Linked DNA regions of Mus musculus: all the other regions are linked to region 1. Evidence: chromatin contacts called from public Hi-C and promoter capture Hi-C data. All regions are on one chromosome and are shown on one strand. The core of a region is the stretch at or near the end of the contact, and the rest is flanking DNA. Distances in the headings are between cores, read along the strand shown.

Region 1 (2,635 bases), core at 64-2,563:
TTACAGATGAACTCGGAAACAGGCTAAGTGAAAAGACTTAAATCATAAAGGGCCCCATACTTTATAAGTATCCACGCACACAAGATAATCTAGAAGTCAGGTCTGTAGTAGCAAAATGAGTATTGGTGGTTGCTCTGGGTGGGAGCTAGTGAGAAACTAAACTGCTTAGTGGGTAATTTTATTTCAGAGTAATGGAAATGTTTTGGAACCAAAGTTGTGGTTACACAATACTGTGAACGCACTAAATGCCAAAAGATGTTTACTTATAAATGGTTACTTAAAAAAAACAAAAAAAAACTTGTCTGTGTATTTGTAAATGCGGTTGCAGGTTGCGCACGTAGCACCGGGTTCGAATGGAGGTCAGAGGATAACTTTCAGGAGCCTGTTCTCTCTTCCATCAGGTTTTACTCTGCACACTTTTTACTCTCTGAGTCACCTTGCGGGTCCCCAAATGGCTACTTGGAAAATACTTACACAGAGGTAGGAGAACCAGAGTCTGAGGCCAGCCTCAAATTAAGAGGGAATCTGGCACATGCTTTTAATCCCAGCACTCAAGAGGCAGAGGCAGAGCGATCTCTTTGAGCTCGAGGCCAGCCTGGTTTACAAAGTGAGTTCCAGGACAGACAGGGCTGTTAGACAAAGAAACCCTGTCTCGAAAAACCACAATAAATAAATAAAATTGAGAACCTATTTCAAAGAGGGGAAAAAAAAAAAAAAGCACAATTGACAATACACATTGCCCTCCAGGTGTCTATTCCACGGGGGCTGTACGAAGACGCACAACAGGCTTCAGTTTACGGTGGGCCATATTGTCGCATCAATTTTAATTTTTTTTTCTTTTTTGAGACAGGGTCTCATGCAGCTCATATGACCGTGAACTCCCGACCCTCTTGCCCTCACTTTCCAAGCGCTGGCATTACAGGTGTGCAACACCATACTTTTAGTTTTTGGTCAACTTGGTGTACTACAGCGAACACTCCATCTACAAATGAGGAACCTGAGGTTTCACATAGCATGAGGGCTTTCCCACAAAACCCCTAGGCCGCCATTCTCCACGGATGTCAACTTCGGAGAGGAAGCACCAGAGCTGGAGCCCTGTGCCGTGTGTCACCAGGCGCGTCTGGCCCGCTGAGGGCCTCGCGGGTGGCCGGACCGCGGCTGCAGCCCAATACCACTGGCCTCCAACCAGAAACAGTCACTCTGCTACCACGGAGTCAACCCCGAAATGGCGGCCGCAGGACCGCGAGGCCACGCCCCCGGAGGCGGGGCCACATTCCAGGCTCGAGCGATAGATCCCCGAGCCGAGTTTTAAGCGGACTGCCGAGCCCAGGAGCTCGCGCAGAGGCAGTGAGCCCGGCGGCGCCGCAGGTCGTGGAGACGAGTGTCGAGCGCAGGGCTAGCTCGCCCGGGATAGCCTGAGAGCGTCTTCTTCGCGGGTGCTGGTGCCGCCATCTTGGATGGCGGGAGTTAGAGCCGAGCGGACTTGAGGCGGGAAGGCTTCTCTGTTGTTCTCCGCAGGCCCTCGGACGGGCCAGCTGGCCGAGCTTTGGGGCGCGTGCCCTGAGGCGCGGGGCGCTAGTGCAGCGATGCGGGGCCTCCCCGGGGCCCCGTCCCCCGGGCTGGGGACACGCCGAATGTGACCGCAACCAACGCGTTCTCTCAACCACCGCTGCCGCTGCACGACGGGACCCGGCACTGCCCGGCTCCCTCAGGTAGGCCACAGGGCTGACGGTGCGACCGTGGGGCGCAGGGTCGGCCAGGCCGCTGTCATCCTGGTGGCGGGCCGGGCGCGGGCCGGGTGTCATGGCCGGCGAGCCAGTTTCCACACCCCTGCTCAGATTTCCCAGTGTTTCTCGGAAACGTGCCAGCGCCACTCCGGTGCCCAGCGAGCATTCCTCATATTTTGGCAATGGGGGAAAAAAAATCCTCCCAGAGCTGCCCAGTGACTGTGTTGTCACTGGGATGGGCTCGTTCTTTTTTCTCTCGGGCTGCAGAAGTGGGGGGAGCCCGGCCTTGCACCTCCTCTCGGGCTGCTTCGCTTAAGTGACACCCTTTTAGGGAAGACAAGAGGAATCGGGGAAGGCAGCGAGAGAAACCGGTCAGGGTCCCGCCTCAAAGGCTTGCGACCTCGCCTGGGGCTTCCAAATGGGTGGCCCGGGATGCTCGCGATCGGGAGCCAGGCTGCCTTTTGTGTGAAGCGACAACCTCCCAGGCTTTTGCAGAGCCGGTGCATGGATGCAGAGTTGGGACACAAACGAGGTGACCGTGTTCATTCATTGTTCTCTCTCCAGGGCCCAGGGTGTGCCTCTGGTTTTCATTCTTTGTTAGGAGGGACAGTCGAATCTCTTCTTTCCCGGTTGAGACGTAACTGGGTCCTGGGGAATGGGCCAGGTCTGTGTATAGAAGTGGGGAATGAATTCAGGGCACGTCTGAATGCCTGCAATGCGTCCTGTGGGGTCGTTGGAGACTCAGCTCCTGGGGCGTGAAAACAACCGGAGGTGATAAGGCTTGTTTTCCCAAGTGTTCTTGGGATTTAGAACAGTTAGGTGCAGAGTCGAGAAGCCCTGAGGTTCCTTGCTTGCTTCTGCGCGGAGTTTGAAGGACTGTTCCGCCAGGTGAGGCAGAGGGGAGGACA
Region 2 (2,635 bases), core at 41-2,540, 2.7 Mb before region 1:
GCCTAATGAGTGAGTTAGCAAGCACTATGGTGTCTGCCCTGAGTTCTTCCAGCGTTGGACTGTATGAGAAATTTCTCATAGGCCTCATTTGGTGGTTCAGCTAGGGGGATAGTTGCCAGGCAGGATGACCCTGTCACAGGTTGGGACTGAGGGCTGTTTGACTTGTTCAATAGACACCTCTGTCAGCCATTTGTCCTCAGTTTGCGATCTTACATTCCAATCCTTTTGTTGATGATAAAGGGCAATGTAGTCTTTTCTATAACTACTTCCTGCAGAAATTGGGGCGTTGCTCTGGAATGTGCAGAAAGGCTAGAATGATGGTCACTGGAATGATAGTCAAAGGATGGGGAGAGAGAAATAGGAGGGCCAACCTCACAAACTATCATTTGCTAAACCTTTGATTTTGTTTCATAATTTCCATATGAACCTTTAGAGCTGTTTTGTGTTGGTGTGCTATTAAAAGGTACAAAATGGGAGACTTTGAGGCAACTGAACCCATGTTCTTGGCTCATTGAGGTGAGAGCTGTGTTTTGCATGAACATGCTATTTTGTGGGAACCTGAATCCGTATTCCCAGGCCGCAGTCACTCTTATTTGGCGCAAGGAAAAAACCCTACTTCTTATTCTCCTTGAGATGAGCTCAGTTTTGAGTCCAGCATAACTGTAGCAAATAACCGGGACTGGGGGTTTGAGGGCTATTCCCCAGGACTGGACTGAGTCCTGGGGATGCAAGGCTGAGCACAGAGACACAAGACACACGACACACATAGCCACACATGCACACAAAATGGCAAGCTAAGACGTTTTCTGAAGAAAACGCCCTCTCCAGGAGCACAGAGGAGCACCCTGCCCTCAGCCCGTCGGTCCTGGCACAAGAGGGCAGCAGAGCGCTGAAAACCCGTGAGGACAGCTCTGGCAGCGGTGACAGGGAGCGGTAGCCTAGCGGATGGGGCGGCGGAATTCACAGCTTTCAAGTTGGGACTGGCGATGACTCGGGCGTCCTTCCAGCGTTCCTCTGCTACTCAAATAAGCGGGCCAGGGCCCAGCGCCGCGCGGATCCTCTGAAGCCAGGTCGCGCTGGCTGAGAGCCCGACTCTCAGAGTGGCTGGGACCCGAAGGAGAGGGCAGTCCGTGCGAAATCTGAAAGTGCGCTTGCGCAACCCTCAGCCAACCCAGAGCTTACTTCCGGCTTTCCCCTGAAAGTCGTCCGTCCACGGGTTCCTTTTTTTCCCCTCTTCTTTGCTCGTTTCCCTCCGACGGGTACAAGCAGAAGGACAGTTTCCGCTTCCGGCGTCGTGCTTGCGGGCTGGAGCGGTTGCTGCCGTGAGTCCGAGTGCTTTCGCGAGCCCCGTCGGCTTCCCGGTTCGGTCGGTCCTCGACCTCCCGACAGGCTGCTCCCAGGCTGCGTCTGGGCTGGAAGGCAAGTTTCTCGGCCGCCGGAGAGGTGCTCCCGGGAGTGTGGAGGGCGTGGGTTCGTGCAGTGCTGGATGGGGAGCGGGTCACTCGAGCAGGGAGGGCTCCTGCCCAGCTCGGCTGCGTGTTCTTCTCCCAGCAAAAATAGATCACCGGGAGGGGAAAATGTGCTTCCTCCAGGAGCTGAGAGGCGAGTCTGCTCAGCACTGTTCGGATGTCTTAAACTTGTATGTTTGTTTTCGTTTTAAGTTAAAAGGACACTTCAGCCTAAGCTACCTAGAATAGTAGGCACTAGTCACGTGCGACTAAGTTTAAAATTAATTTAAACTTAAGATAGTTTTCAGTTTCCGAAGGTACGCTTGAAATTCTCTGTAACCACGTGTAGTTCACAAGGCTTCTGTACTGAGAACAGCAGGTAGGATGTATTTCTGTCATTACAAAAAATGAGCACTGTCGAAATGGCTTCAACATAAAACATAAGAAGGATAGTGTTGGTGCTGCTAACTCTTATACTTTATGGCGTAAGAAAGGGACGTGAATTTGAAGATACTGGCTAAACATTTTCTACCTCCATTCAATGAACAAATACATCAGCACTTAAGTAAATTAAATTACTGCCCTCCTGTGTTACCCTGATTATAATTGATTACCACCACCGTCCTCCCTGTTCCGTGTAGGTAAGACTTATTTGTAGTAGATAAATAGCCACCATGGAGACCAAGGACCACAAGAAACATAGGAAGAAGCACAGTGGGCCTAAAGCTGAGAAGAAAAAGAAACGGCACCTGCAAGACCTACAGCTTGGAGATGAAGAGGATGCCCGGAAGAGAAACCCCAAAGCTTTCGCAGTGCAGTCAGCTGTGCGGATGGCGAGGTCCTTTCACAGGTGTGTTTACCTGGGGTTAGTGGGTCTTCCCTTAAGTACTGGGAGCCTCTCCCAGATGGCATTTGCCTTGTGAGTCTTAACTCAGGTCTGAAGGACGTAGGCATGCCATAGTAGGCATGCCGTATGGCTTTTCCTAAAATGTCAGAGCTCTGTCAAAGAAACATTTTCCCTCTAACACCTGCCCTTTGCCTTTCCCCACTTTTTTCTTTGTTTTCTTTCTTTCTGTCCTTCTTTCTTTCTTGTCCAAGAAGAAGAATTTACACAATTTAGATCACACACAAAAAAATCTCCTAAACTTTGCATATCTCCATGGCAGTTAAAGTGTTGGTGGTTCCCC
Region 3 (2,635 bases), core at 53-2,552, 2.6 Mb after region 1:
TGGATCCTCCCCAATCAAAAGTATAGGTATTTAACATATAAGCAAGGAAGTAATGTAAACATGACCTTGGTCACAAATATGTCATCTAAAAACAATTTAGTCAAGGTATGGAGGAAATTCGAGAACCTGAATCTTTTTAAGTATTTTGAGCACAGGAACAATTGGCAAAAGGAATCCAGGTATAGACAAAACCCAGAGCCCAGAGCTCTGGGCGAAAAATGAGTTGCTGGTGAAGACGTTACACAAGTAACATGAGAAAGCAGAAAATGCAGGTCATCCACGCACCCCTGACCCAGGCCAGCAGGGCGGGCTGCAGCATCAGTACACAGGAGAAAGATCCTTATTCCTAAGAATGAGAAAGGCAAAGGCGCCCGATAGAATAAATTAGCATAGAAGGGGCTTTCCCAGGAGTTAAAACTTTCCTTCTGAGCGATTACCTACTAAAACCAGGGCTTTTGCCCACTACCATTTACCTAGGATCTTGGCTTGCACGGATTCATAGGGGCATATCCCTCCCCCTCTTCTTTAGAGTCGTTCTTAAAAGATCGCTCTCCACGCCCTAGGCAGGGAAAACGACAAAATCTGGCTCAATTCCAGGCTAGAACCCTACAAATTCAACAGGGATATCGCAAGGATACTGGGGCATACGCCACAGGGAGTCCAAGAATGTGAGGTGGGGGTGGCGAAGGTAATGTCTTTGGTGTGGGAAAAGCAGCAGCCATCTGAGATAGGAACTGGAAAACCAGAGGAGAGGCGTTCAGGAAGATTATGGAGGGGAGGACTGGGCCCCCACGAGCGACCAGAGTTGTCACAAGGCCGCAAGAACAGGGGAGGTGGGGGGCTCAGGGACAGAAAAAAAAGTATGTGTATTTTGAGAGCAGGGTTGGGAGGCCTCTCCTGAAAAGGGTATAAACGTGGAGTAGGCAATACCCAGGCAAAAAGGGGAGACCAGAGTAGGGGGAGGGGAAGAGTCCTGACCCAGGGAAGACATTAAAAAGGTAGTGGGGTCGACTAGATGAAGGAGAGCCTTTCTCTCTGGGCAAGAGCGGTGCAATGGTGTGTAAAGGTAGCTGAGAAGACGAAAAGGGCAAGCATCTTCCTGCTACCAGGCTGGGGAGGCCCAGGCCCACGACCCCGAGGAGAGGGAACGCAGGGAGACTGAGGTGACCCTTCTTTCCCCCGGGGCCCGGTCGTGTGGTTCGGTGTCTCTTTTCTGTTGGACCCTTACCTTGACCCAGGCGCTGCCGGGGCCTGGGCCCGGGCTGCGGCGCACGGCACTCCCGGGAGGCAGCGAGACTCGAGTTAGGCCCAACGCGGCGCCACGGCGTTTCCTGGCCGGGAATGGCCCGTACCCGTGAGGTGGGGGTGGGGGGCAGAAAAGGCGGAGCGAGCCCGAGGCGGGGAGGGGGAGGGCCAGGGGCGGAGGGGGCCGGCACTACTGTGTTGGCGGACTGGCGGGACTAGGGCTGCGTGAGTCTCTGAGCGCAGGCGGGCGGCGGCCGCCCCTCCCCCGGCGGCGGCAGCGGCGGCAGCGGCGGCAGCTCACTCAGCCCGCTGCCCGAGCGGAAACGCCACTGACCGCACGGGGATTCCCAGTGCCGGCGCCAGGGGCACGCGGGACACGCCCCCTCCCGCCGCGCCATTGGCCTCTCCGCCCACCGCCCCACACTTATTGGCCGGTGCGCCGCCAATCAGCGGAGGCTGCCGGGGCCGCCTAAAGAAGAGGCTGTGCTTTGGGGCTCCGGCTCCTCAGAGAGCCTCGGCTAGGTAGGGGATCGGGACTCTGGCGGGAGGGCGGCTTGGTGCGTTTGCGGGGATGGGCGGCCGCGGCAGGCCCTCCGAGCGTGGTGGAGCCGTTCTGTGAGACAGCCGGGTACGAGTCGTGACGCTGGAAGGGGCAAGCGGGTGGTGGGCAGGAATGCGGTCCGCCCTGCAGCAACCGGAGGGGGAGGGAGAAGGGAGCGGAAAAGTCTCCACCGGACGCGGCCATGGCTCGGGGGGGGGGGGGCAGCGGAGGAGCGCTTCCGGCCGACGTCTCGTCGCTGATTGGCTTCTTTTCCTCCCGCCGTGTGTGAAAACACAAATGGCGTGTTTTGGTTGGCGTAAGGCGCCTGTCAGTTAACGGCAGCCGGAGTGCGCAGCCGCCGGCAGCCTCGCTCTGCCCACTGGGTGGGGCGGGAGGTAGGTGGGGTGAGGCGAGCTGGACGTGCGGGCGCGGTCGGCCTCTGGCGGGGCGGGGGAGGGGAGGGAGGGTCAGCGAAAGTAGCTCGCGCGCGAGCGGCCGCCCACCCTCCCCTTCCTCTGGGGGAGTCGTTTTACCCGCCGCCGGCCGGGCCTCGTCGTCTGATTGGCTCTCGGGGCCCAGAAAACTGGCCCTTGCCATTGGCTCGTGTTCGTGCAAGTTGAGTCCATCCGCCGGCCAGCGGGGGCGGCGAGGAGGCGCTCCCAGGTTCCGGCCCTCCCCTCGGCCCCGCGCCGCAGAGTCTGGCCGCGCGCCCCTGCGCAACGTGGCAGGAAGCGCGCGCTGGGGGCGGGGACGGGCAGTAGGGCTGAGCGGCTGCGGGGCGGGTGCAAGCACGTTTCCGACTTGAGTTGCCTCAAGAGGGGCGTGCTGAGCCAGACCTCCATCGCGCAC
Region 4 (2,635 bases), core at 66-2,565, 2.5 Mb before region 1:
CATCTGTGGACTTTCTTTTTGTTTGAGATAAGGGCTCAATGTATATCCCAGGCTGCCCTGGAACTTACTAAGTAATCCAGGAAGGCCTGAAAAATATCATTTTTCTGTCTCAGCCTCATGAGTGCTAGGACTATAGGCAGATGTCACACCTGGCTTCTGGGGACTTCTCAGAAACTGTTAATGAAATGTCAAGTGTAACGTAGGCACACAGTAGATGTGGGCTTGGACTAACAGTGCCAAAGCTGGAGTCTGGCATCGTGGCTCGCTAAGATTTCAGTGAGGTGCCATTTATATCTACTTTATTAATACATTAGAGAATTTTTGCCTTATCTTGGAAATTTAGCAGTGCTGGGCACTTAACCATTTGCTAAAGGTCCCCATGTTCCAAGTCTCCTAGGAGAGAATTCTCCTGCCTCCCTGCACTCATACTTAGGACTGTGGCTGGTAGACAGCAGGCAGCTAACCCACGTGGACTGTCTTTTGTGATTGTACTAGAGAAGATGGATGTCTGAGGGGACTTCAAGGTGCGTCCTAAAGAAGCAGCTGTCCAAGGGAGACACTTTGTTCCTGACCACAGCTGGCTCTATTGGCTGACAGTTGTTGAGATATCTTCTGCCCAGATGTTCTCCTCTAATGCCACAAGGGAAATCCTGAAAACTTTAACGGTCTGGATCACCTACTTCTAAGATAGGCTTGCTGACTGCATATCCAGTCTCTTTCCAACTTTGCCAGTGTGTGCTTTTCTGAAAAGGCTAGACTTCACACACACACACACACACACACACACACACACACACACACACACGGTACTTTACATGCAGCAAATGGAATTATTTATTTTAAGTAAAAACACGTAAGGACCTCTTCAGTGTTCAGTACCGATCTTCCCTGAGCAGAAGGCATGTTGGCTATCCTCAGCCTCCCCGCTAGTCAGCTCTGCCAGGTTAGCACTTATGTGACGATTAGCCACATGCGTGTCTAGTTAAGTGTCTCTAAGGCATGATGTTCCCAGGCTATTTATCCCACAGGGCTTGAGCACCCATCTCAGTTGTTGTTTGTTTGTTTGTTTTTAGATGAATCAACTGTCATCTGTGGAGCTTTCTGTGCAGGGCACAGGACAGAAGAGGGAGGAATAGGCGTGTCCTAGCTGGAAAGAGAAAGGCCTGGCCCTGGAGGGCGGGACTTGGCAGTGTGGAGGGCGGAGCCCGGCTGCGGTGGGCTGGGTCTGGCCCTGGAGGGCGGAGTCTGGCTGTGGAGGGCGGGGCCTGACCGCGGAGGCGGGCGCGCCACAGCAACCCAGCCTCATTTCCCTCATTTCCTCGCGCGCGCCGGAAGTGGCGGTGCTCCGCGGCGGCGCGCCGGGCCGGCCCCGCGCAGGGCGCTGGCCAGGTGTGCAGGTCCCCAGAGGCGGCGACGCTGAGCGGCGGGCGCGGTGAGTACCGCCGTGTCCTGCCGCGCCTCTGGGCAGCGGCCGGTCCCCTCGGACGAGCCCTCCGGGACGCCGCTGGGCGCGGCGCTTCCTTGACGCGCCCTCCCGAGGCTGGTCCCGTTTTGGAGACCGCTGCTGCCAGGGACCGCTGGTTTGCGTGTCAGGTTTTTTTTTTAACCTCCTCGTCATCATCTCTGCTGAGTGGCTAAACTTTTTACTGTGGGGTTGAACGCGCCCACTGGCAGCAGCCCTCCTGCCTCTGACAAAACGCTCCCCTTTAAAAGATGCTCTTGGAGTAGGAATTGATGATCGCCGGAACCTGGATAAAAACCAAAAACGGAGAACTGTCAGAAGGACCAGATAGTTTAGAAAATTCCTGCATTTCTGAGCAACTGGCTGGGTAATTTGTCAAATACCACAGCGGTACTTGTGTTTGTGATGATGACATTGGCGGCATGACAGTTTGGTTACAAATCTAACGCTTTTCTTCTTAAGTCCTCATTAAATCTGAAGGTGTGCTTTAGCTTGTTTTTGAAATGTACATGCAGTGTCCTGACAGTTCATGCCACTGAAGGCCCCTGGGCCTTTAATACCTTGGGGATTAATGCCATCTCTTAAAGGTGCATTTAAAAAAGCACCTCTGATTTCCGAAGTAATAAAAAGGTGTTTTATGGCATAATATTCGGGAATATTTGCTACTATCTTTTTTAAATTATGTGACTAAAAGAATATAAAAAGGGTGTTGTGTTTTCAGTATATGAGGCTTAGAAGTGTTGATATTAAACAACCAGCTTTAGTTTCAGATAATTAAGAAATTACTGTTTATCCATCTACACTCCTTTTGTAGTGGTATAAAATATAAAAAAACGTCAACAAATGCATGAAAATGAACTGTCTGTGAATCATTACATGCTTCTTACCTTGTCTGCTGCTACACACATCAGATTTTAATTGTACAACATTCCCATAGTGCTCTGCTTCTTCCAAATAGGTTACCCCTGCTTCCCCATTAAGAGTTCTGACTTCTTTCATCAGCCATTAGTTTGGACTATTTTAAGCTTCATGTTAATGGAGTTAATATATAGTATTCTCAGAATATTGCTGTGGAAGTCACTGTTCGTGTTTTTTGATATGATATCATTCATATCATGGTATGGTGTTGATAATTCTTTCTTATAGTGTAATGTGCCATTCTGTGATGTGATT
Region 5 (2,635 bases), core at 44-2,543, 2.1 Mb after region 1:
GTTCTTAACCACTGAGCTATTTTTCTAGTACGTATTTATTTTTAAGACAGGATTCCACCATGTAAATTGGACTGGCTGGTCTACATAGTTACCAGTTACATTCTAGGCCAGCTTCAGATATACAGTGAGGCCCTATCTCAATAACCAACAAACAAACAACCTTGTCTTATATGCTCTAATTATAATCTACATATTTCTCACATGCTAACTTAAGAAAGATACCATTACTAGTCTCCTAATCAGGGGAAGGGCTGAGGTTCTAACTCTAAAAAGTCTGGTTCCAGAATCTGTACTCCTTGTTTTGTTCATTTATTTTTGGTTCTTAGACAGGCCAGAATCTGTGGGTTTTGTCTTACTTTCAACTTCTAGGGTCTTGTGTAGCTGTTTGGTCTTGAACTCATACATAGCCAAAGGCAACTTCTCCTGCCTCCACCTCCTAAAAGCCAAGACTATGGGCTATTATTATTATTACTGTTTTTTATTTGGTTGGTTTTGTTTTTTTGTTTTGCTTTCTTTTGTTTGAGACAGGGTTTCTCTCACTCTGAGGACTGGCTGACCTTGATCGAACTCAGAGATCCAACTTCCTCTGTCTCTCAAGTGACACCACCACCCAGCTTCTCTCTCTCTCTCTTTATTTTTCTGTGTATACAATGTTCTGTCTGCACATCAGAAAAGGGTATCAGATTTCATTATACATGGTTATGAGCCACCATGTGGTTAAGGGGAATTGAACTCAGGACCTTTGGAGAAGCAGCCAGTGCTCTTAACCTCCAAACCATCTCTCCAGACTAGGGCAATGGTTTCTATTAAGGATTAACGTTCCTGGGCTGGTGAGACAGCTCTGGGATTAAGAGCGTTTACTGCTCTTGCAGAGGACCCAGGTTCAGTTCCCATTCAAACATGCGGCTCAAAACTGCCTGTAACTCCAGTTCTAGGGAATCCTGCGCCCCTTCGGGTTCCTATATGCATGTGGTGCACATAAACACAGAAGGTCAAATCATACATATACATTAAATAAGTCTTGCCAAAAAAAAAAAAAAAAAAGCCTCAAAAACTAAAAACAGGTTCAAATTTCTTATTATACGAGATTTCTTATTATGCGTTTCCTACAATAATATGTAATCACTGACAGCCACTTTTCAGAGGGAAACACTAGAACAAGTCAGGGCCGTCTGACTTCGGAGAGATACCATCTCGCTCCCAGGAAAGCCTAAAAAGCCACTAACCTGGGGACCCGCCAGTTGCTTCCCTTCGTTTTCGACTTTCCCGCTAGAAGAACGGCGCTCTGACGCCATCAAAGCCGCGCCGTGGCGTGACGTTACTCGCCCGCACCGGAAGTTGACGGCCTGGCGGCCCAGCTGGAAACAGTGCGCGGAGAAAGCTAGGCTGCCCCAGATTCCACGCCAGCCAGACTGAGGGGCGGGTGAAGGCCCGGAGCCGAAAGCCGGGAGGAACCCAACTCCTCCCGACCCGCAGCGAACTCTCAGCGAAGATGGCGGGGCCCGAGCTGCTGCTTGACTCCAACATCCGCCTCTGGGTGGTCCTGCCCATCGTTATCATCACTTTCTTCGTGGGCATGATCCGCCACTACGTGTCAATCCTACTGCAGAGCGACAAGAAGCTCACCCAGGAACAAGTGTCTGACAGGTCAGTACCCTCACCCTATCCTGCTGACCTCACTCCCGGGTGACCTTGGTCAAGAAAGTGCAGGGATTGATTGTATCACTTTAACTGAGTTTTCATCGCGCCCCTACGGGTTGACCTTGGCGGTTAGCTGTGTTTCATTTTTGTCAGTAAAATGGGAATAATCTCAGTACCTACCTAATAGAGAGAGCAGGCATGTAGATGTTAGATTGGATGATACCTAAAAGCCTTTAGCCCAGGGCCTTGCATGTACTAAGTGTTTAAGAAAACGTTCTTAATATTGTTAGGCTAGTTGCCAACCGTCAGTGAGGTTCTCTCTGAACTATCCTGCTCCATTCCGTTATTAAGAGTACCCACTGAGAGTCAGATGCAATATTCCCTTGAGTCCTGCTAACATCCAGGCAAGTGAATTTCATAATCTACACTACCAAAGAACTGTAGTGATCTGCTGAGATGCTAAGGTATAAAGTGCCTCCAAAGCTTGGAGACTACCACAGAGACGTGTGAGGAGTTGCGATGGACCATTCCACCTGCCTCCTCTCCTCACTTGCCTTCTTACAGTGCTTTTCTGTGGGAGACAGAACTTTGACATAACTTCAGCCACTTCACATTAAAATCAGTAACAGTTTTCAATCACTTATTCTAGTCATTTTCAGAGACTAGCTGAAGACAGTGCTGCTGGTTCCTTGACTTGTCCAGATCACATAGGAATCACTTTAATGAAGAGAAACGTTTCAAACGTTTCTGCAGAGAACAGAAAACAAAAACCAAAACAAAACAAAAACCTCATTTTGCCGGGCGTGGTGGCACACACCTTTAATCCCAGCACTTGGGAGGCAGAGGCAGGTGGATTTCTGAGTTCAAGGCCAGCCTGGTCTACAGAGTGAGTTCCAGGACAGCCAGAGCTATACAGAGGAACCCTGTCTCGAAAAACCAAAAAAAAAGAAGAAGAAGAAAAAAAAAAAAAAAACCTCATTTTATCGTATTTAAA
Region 6 (2,635 bases), core at 94-2,593, 2.1 Mb after region 1:
CATCCTGAGTGCTGCTATTAAAGGCATGGTGTGTGGGTGCTAGGCCAATACTCTACAGACTAGGCATCCCCTGCCCCTTAATGATGCATTTCCAATTTCCTTTTTGTTCTCTTTTCTCAAAAAACAAAAACAAAACAAAACAAAAAACCCCCAACCAACCAAAAAACAAAACAAAACACAAAAAAAGGAGGAAAAAAAAGGAGAGAGAGAAAGAAAACTCTAAGAAGTGGGGGATGCCGGGGTCTTGTGCTTACCACTCAGGAGCCCAATCCCTGAACTACACCCCGTAATTGAAGCTACTGTTCGGTTACCTTCTATCATACTACTTAGGACTCATCGGGTCTTTAGCTAGAAAATATACGATTCACTTTAATTTTTTTCAAAATACAGCACTTTCTCCCCAAGATGCTGAAAGTTGCTAATTAGTAGAACCAAAGCACTCTAGTGAAAAAGATCACTGGATGCCATCTGCACGTCTTGTATTGTGTAAGAAGGTCCCTGAAAGAACCCTTCCGGAGACCATAAGAAGTCTGTAACAGGTTTTCAGTCCAGAAGGCTAGGAACGCACGCAGAAAGAAATCAAGACTGTCACTAGCCGGCCACACCTAGGAATAGTTTTTTGGAAAAGTGGACTCTGCTGAAACCATCTGCCCTGTAAAATCCGAGGAGCCAGACAGAAGCATCCAGAGCACCTACCATGAAGCAGATACAGGGCTAGAAAAGCCATTCCCAAGGCCCGAGCGGGCCCCATCCCTTACAACCCTCAGCACTAGCACCAAATCGAGCCGGGGATGAATGAACCTGCCGGGAGTGGTTAAACGGGAGCAATAGAAGGCATGACATCAAAGGGGTTCGGACTTCTTCCTGAAGGAGATGGACAACGAGCAGGAGTCTCTCAACAGTAAGCGCGACCGTGACCGTGACACGGCTGCGCACTGCCTGCCAAGTGAAGACTGGCACGGAAGCGCGGCGCAAACCGGGGCGGATGATGGATGGGCCTAAGAGGCTGGACAGTGGGCGTGCTGACGAGCGCAAGTGGGGCATGGCAACGGGCAGGGTAGACCCTCGGAAACGGCCCAGTGAGGCTCGGGGTGAGGGCACTGGGGCCGGCGGGCAGCCAAAGAGGAAGCGAGTAGCCAGGGCGGCGCGCCTCTCCTCCCCGCCGCCGGCCGCCTCCCAGGCCTCCCTCCTCCCAGCCTCCCCTGCTCGCCCGCTGACCGAAAGAGTTGAGAAAGTCTGAGATTTTCTTGATGCTGCTGGTGATGATCTCAATGTACTCCCGGTTCGCCCAGTCCTGGTGAATCTCCCGCTGCACCGGATCCTCTTGTCCCGCCATGGCGGCCGCCTGAGGAAGAGTGACTGCGCAGGCGCCGCGACCTCTACAGGCCTCCAGCGCGCCTGCGCCGCCAGCCAGTACCCGAGTGTTCGAGCCCCAGAAAGGGCTGGCAGAGCGACGCGCGTGCGCACTCTAATCCCTGCGCTCTAGCTTGGCTCCCACGCTGGGGTAAACAAGATTCCTCCACTCGCGATGTGAAGACTAAGAGCTACCCTGTCCCCGGTTACAAGCACCCGCTGACCACTAGCGGATCTTGTCGTTAGGGGGCGCCCACACATTCCCACCTCCGCCTAAGGGTTGCTCCAAGCTCTCTTGCACCTTGTTAGCTGTGATGGGCACAGTCCACGAATCCCGTTTATTCAGAATGCTTGTCATGCTTGGGTCACAACTCTGTTCATTCTCGTTTTCTTTTAAAATTTGTTGTTGTTGTTGTTTTTCGAGACAGGGTCTCTCTGTGTAGTCTTGGCTGTCCTTGTACTCCCTCTGTAGACCAGGCTGGCCTCGAACTCACAGAGATCAGCCTGCCTTTCCCTCCGGAGTGCTGAGATTAAAAATGTGGCCACCACCGCCAGGTTAAAATTATTTTATTCGTATTATATGTGAGCGCTTACGTGGCACAACACGCGGGCGGAAGTTACAGGACAACTTGCAGGAGTGGGTTCCTCACCTTCCATCTTGTGGGACTGAACACTCAGATCATCAGCTTCAGTGTCTTTATTGTTCGAGGTGTCCCACCAACTCTGAATCTCCATATTTACCAAATGAGCAAAATACTTTTCTTTCTTTCTTTCTCTTCTCTCTCTTTCTCTCTCTTTCTCTCTCTTTCTCTCTCTTTCTCTCTCTTTCTCTCTCTTTCTCTCTCTTTCTCTCTCTTTCTCTCTCTTTCTCTCTCTTTCTCTCTTTCTCTCTCTTTCTCTCTCTTTCTCTCTCTCTTTCTCTCTCTTTCTCTCTCTTTCTCTCTTTCTCTCTCTTTCTCTCTCTTTCTCTCTCTTTCTCTCTCTTTCTCTCTCTTTCTCTCTCTTTCTCTCTCTTTCTCTCTCTTTCTCTCTCTTTCTCTCTCTTTCTCTCTCTTTCTCTCTCTTTCTCTCTCTTTCTCTCTCTTTCTCTCTCTTTCTCTCTCTTTCTCTCTCTTTCTCTCTCTCTCTCTCTCTTTCTCTCTCTCTTTCTCTCTCTCTTTCTTTCTCTCTTTCTTTCTTTCTTTCTTTCTTTCTTTCTTTCTTTCTTTCTTTCTTTCTTTCTTTCTTTCTTTCTTTCTTTCTTTCTTTCTTTCTTTTTCCAAATCAGGGTTTGTCTGTGTAG
Region 7 (2,635 bases), core at 96-2,595, 2.1 Mb after region 1:
TAATCCCAGTACTCAGGGGGCAGAAGGAAGTTGGATTTCAGTGAGAGGCCAGCCTGATCTACAAAATTCCCACATCACTCAGCTGTCTGGCTGGTTGCTTCAGACACAATCTTGGGGCTTAGCCAAGGCTGGACTTGCACTCAGTGAAATCCTTCTGTCTTGGCCTCCTGAGTCCTGGGCTACCACACACAGATCTGGGTACATTTTTTTTCAATACATAAATAAGGCAATGTCAAACAGCCCCAATTCACTACGGCTAAAATCAACTTTTGAACTTTTTCTCTCACTGTTTGGCGGCAAACCAAAAAAGCCTGGTGCAGTCATCTTGCCTCGGTTTTCTGAGTCCTGGGGATTGTACACCTGAGAGCGGCTTCACTTGTTTTTCATAGCCATCCAGTCATGACACTGATAGAACTGACTGACTTCCACTGATGCTTGTCACAGTTAATAAGCTTACGTGGTCAGGCTTGGTACAAACCTGAAATCAGTGGCGAAGGCAGAAAGATCGAGAGTTCAACCCGTTATCCCATACTCACTTGTTTTCGGCCAAGACGCCAATCGGTAAAGGTGATCCCCCAACTACAACTGTTAACTCCCTCAGCTGACTTATCCTACTCCGGTTCTCCTAAGCTGCGTGCTCTTTCTTCACCTGGACGCACCCACACTCTGCCCATGCTTTCGCAAACCTCTAAGCTCGGTGCCTAGCGCAGCAATTATGACACAGGCTGGTTCTTGTCTGTTCATACATTTTTTTTGTCTGTAACCCTCCAAGTTGTCATCACCAAGGCAGGTTCGCATGCCGAACCTGACCGGGAACTGGGTTAACACTGCATCCGAAATCACTGGTAGGGGCCGGGCATTTTCTCGGGGTAGATGCAGTGGGTAGGGACAAGATGCTCGGGGTCGGAGAGAAAGCGCCCCGCCTGTTACAGCAGCAGCGGCCTAGCGCGCGGCTCGTACCTCGGTAGCTGTGGATGCGGCGGCCGGTGCCCGGTGGTAAGATCGGGTAGGGCTGAGGCTCGCCGTCGAAGTTGAGCCACAAAGGCAGCACGACGCGCGGGCTGCGGTTGCAGAAGATGACCTGAGAGGGCTCGCGCGAGTTCACCGAGCGCAGCACCGGCCGCGGCCGCCCAGCCTCCATCTCCTCAGGACCGGGCTCCCCCGCCGCCTCCTCTGGACTGGCTGCCTTCCGGGGCATTATTGGAACGGGTCCCTCGGATTCGCAAGCTGGACGTGGGCGGCGCGTGCGTGCGTGCGGATCTACGCGCTCCGGGACAGGTCTGCCGGTCCCAGACGCGCTCCGGGCAACTTGAAGGCGGAAATGGCCGCCGGGAGCCCTCAAACTGGGGGGCGGGGCGGCACGGAGCCAGGGGCCGCGGCGGTGGGCGGGGCCGCAGCAGTGGGCGGGGCGGCGGGGCGGCGGGGCGGGGCCGCGGCGGAGCCCCGGGTTATAAATTCCACCTCCTACAGTTGGGTTTCTGTTTGTTTCCTTTCCTTTTCTTTTTCCTTCTTTTTTTTTTTTCCCCCAAGATAGAGTTTCTTCGTGTAATCCTGGCTGTCCTGGAACTCACACCCTAGATCAGTCTGGCCTCGAACTCTCGGAGATCTGCCTGCCTCTGCTTCCAGAGTACTGGGATTAAAGCCGTTATCTCCATGCCAGAAAGACTTGCTTTGAGGTAGGGTCTCACTATGTAGGCCTAGAACTCATTATGTATATCCGGCTTGTCCTGAACTCAAAGATCTCCCTGCCTCAGACTCCAGAGAACAGGGACCAAGGGCAGTTGGATTTTTTTTTTTTTTTTTTTTTGGGTAGCATTGTTTCCCCCTGGCTGGTCTGGAATTCCGTGTACAGACCAAACCAGCTTCAAACTTAAGAGTGATCTCCTGCCTCTGACTCCAGAGTGCTGGAATTACAGGCATGAGCCTCATATATATATATATATTTTTTTTTTTTTGAGTGTACTTAAATTTAATTTCTTCTCTTAAGATCTCCACGGGCTTGCCATATTTCCCCTTCTGCCTTTGCTTTTTGGTTTTTCAAGACAGGGTTTCTCTGGGTAGCTCCAGCTCTCTTGGAACTCACTCTGTAGACCAGTCTGACCTCCAATCTCCTGCCTCTGCCTCCCAAGTGTTGATATAAAAGCTGAGTACCACCGCTGCCGGGCCCACCTATGCTATTATTTAAAGTTTTTCTCATTGATGAGTTTGAGTCTGTCTCTATTTTTAACTACACATTTCAAAATGTCTTCCAGAGTACAAAAGTAAAACTTTCCCTCCTTTTCCATCTGCATTCCCAGAAAACAGTATTACCAGTTTTTGTTTCCTTTCAAACTTTTTTATGTTTGTGAATAGAATTTTAAAATATTTTGTCTTTTTCTTTTTAGACGCAGACTTATTGCATAGTTCCCATTGCCTTGCAGCTGAATATATATAGCCCAGGCTGGCCTCAAATTAGTGGCACTCCTGTGTCTGCCTCCCAAGTACTGGCATTCTAGATATGTGCTACCATGACTGGTTCAAAGAATTAGCATACAACTACTATCAGATAACATTCAGTGCCATTTTTCCATAGACATTTCTGGCAGAAGTTTCATCAGATGAGCTTTTTTTAAATGTACGGGCCGGGCAGTGGTGG

Evidence for each region. Promoter capture Hi-C pulls out the DNA fragments that hold promoters and counts their contacts. Hi-C and Micro-C count contacts between places; a contact is called where the count stands out from the background.
Region 2: a promoter capture Hi-C map of embryonic stem cells shows a contact between it and region 1, with 3 times the contacts expected there. The contact joins the promoter of Bms1 here to the promoter of Raf1 in region 1. A contact is called at or near these places in 1 of 39 promoter capture datasets (embryonic stem cells) and 1 of 115 datasets of contacts at active chromatin or transcription factors (astrocytes).
Region 3: a promoter capture Hi-C map of pre-B cells shows a contact between it and region 1, with 5 times the contacts expected there. The contact joins the promoter of Setd5 here to the promoter of Raf1 in region 1. A contact is called at or near these places in 2 of 39 promoter capture datasets (liver and pre-B cells) and 1 of 115 datasets of contacts at active chromatin or transcription factors (large pre-B cells).
Region 4: a contact with region 1 is called in a promoter capture Hi-C map of pre-B cells, with 2.8 times the contacts expected there. The contact joins the promoter of Csgalnact2 here to the promoter of Raf1 in region 1. A contact is called at or near these places in 2 of 39 promoter capture datasets (hippocampal neurons and pre-B cells).
Region 5: a contact with region 1 is called in a promoter capture Hi-C map of pre-B cells, with 5 times the contacts expected there. The contact joins the promoter of Fancd2 here to the promoter of Raf1 in region 1. A contact is called at or near these places in 3 of 39 promoter capture datasets (embryonic stem cells, liver and pre-B cells) and 1 of 115 datasets of contacts at active chromatin or transcription factors (astrocytes).
Region 6: a contact with region 1 is called in a Hi-C map of B cells, with 6 read pairs. The contact joins the promoter of Brk1 here to the promoter of Raf1 in region 1. A contact is called at or near these places in 1 of 39 promoter capture datasets (embryonic stem cells), 1 of 484 Hi-C or Micro-C datasets (B cells) and 1 of 115 datasets of contacts at active chromatin or transcription factors (astrocytes).
Region 7: a promoter capture Hi-C map of pre-B cells shows a contact between it and region 1, with 4 times the contacts expected there. The contact joins the promoter of Vhl here to the promoter of Raf1 in region 1. A contact is called at or near these places in 2 of 39 promoter capture datasets (embryonic stem cells and pre-B cells) and 1 of 115 datasets of contacts at active chromatin or transcription factors (astrocytes).

Annotation. Positions count from the first base shown.
Region 1 is chr6:115,675,313-115,677,947 of GRCm38.p6, reverse strand. Raf1 (v-raf-leukemia viral oncogene 1) reads left to right here and starts at 1,313. Exons shown (of 17, transcript NM_029780.4): 1 at 1,313-1,712. It overlaps D830050J10Rik (RIKEN cDNA D830050J10 gene), which reads right to left and starts at 1,980. Exons shown (of 1, transcript NR_152134.1): 1 at 1-1,980.
Region 2 is chr6:118,418,072-118,420,706 of GRCm38.p6, reverse strand. It overlaps Bms1 (BMS1, ribosome biogenesis factor), which reads left to right and starts at 1,290. Exons shown (of 23, transcript NM_194339.1): 1 at 1,290-1,419; 2 at 2,090-2,298. The coding sequence starts at 2,123.
Region 3 is chr6:113,076,306-113,078,940 of GRCm38.p6, reverse strand. It overlaps Setd5 (SET domain containing 5), which reads right to left and starts at 1,302. Exons shown (of 22, transcript NM_028385.1): 1 at 1,229-1,302. It overlaps Gt(ROSA)26Sor (gene trap ROSA 26, Philippe Soriano), which reads left to right and starts at 1,697. Exons shown (of 3, transcript NR_027010.1): 1 at 1,697-1,767.
Region 4 is chr6:118,137,820-118,140,454 of GRCm38.p6, reverse strand. Csgalnact2 (chondroitin sulfate N-acetylgalactosaminyltransferase 2) reads left to right here and starts at 1,315. Exons shown (of 8, transcript NM_030165.3): 1 at 1,315-1,432.
Region 5 is chr6:113,530,340-113,532,974 of GRCm38.p6, reverse strand. It overlaps Fancd2 (Fanconi anemia, complementation group D2), which reads right to left and starts at 1,293. Exons shown (of 44, transcript NM_001033244.3): 1 at 1,227-1,293. Emc3 (ER membrane protein complex subunit 3) reads left to right here and starts at 1,337. Exons shown (of 8, transcript NM_175101.3): 1 at 1,337-1,647. The coding sequence starts at 1,493.
Region 6 is chr6:113,603,480-113,606,114 of GRCm38.p6, reverse strand. Brk1 (BRICK1, SCAR/WAVE actin-nucleating complex subunit) reads right to left here and starts at 1,343. Exons shown (of 3, transcript NM_133937.1): 1 at 1,219-1,343. The coding sequence starts at 1,336.
Region 7 is chr6:113,622,704-113,625,338 of GRCm38.p6, reverse strand. Vhl (von Hippel-Lindau tumor suppressor) reads right to left here and starts at 1,345. Exons shown (of 3, transcript NM_009507.4): 1 at 961-1,345. The coding sequence starts at 1,198.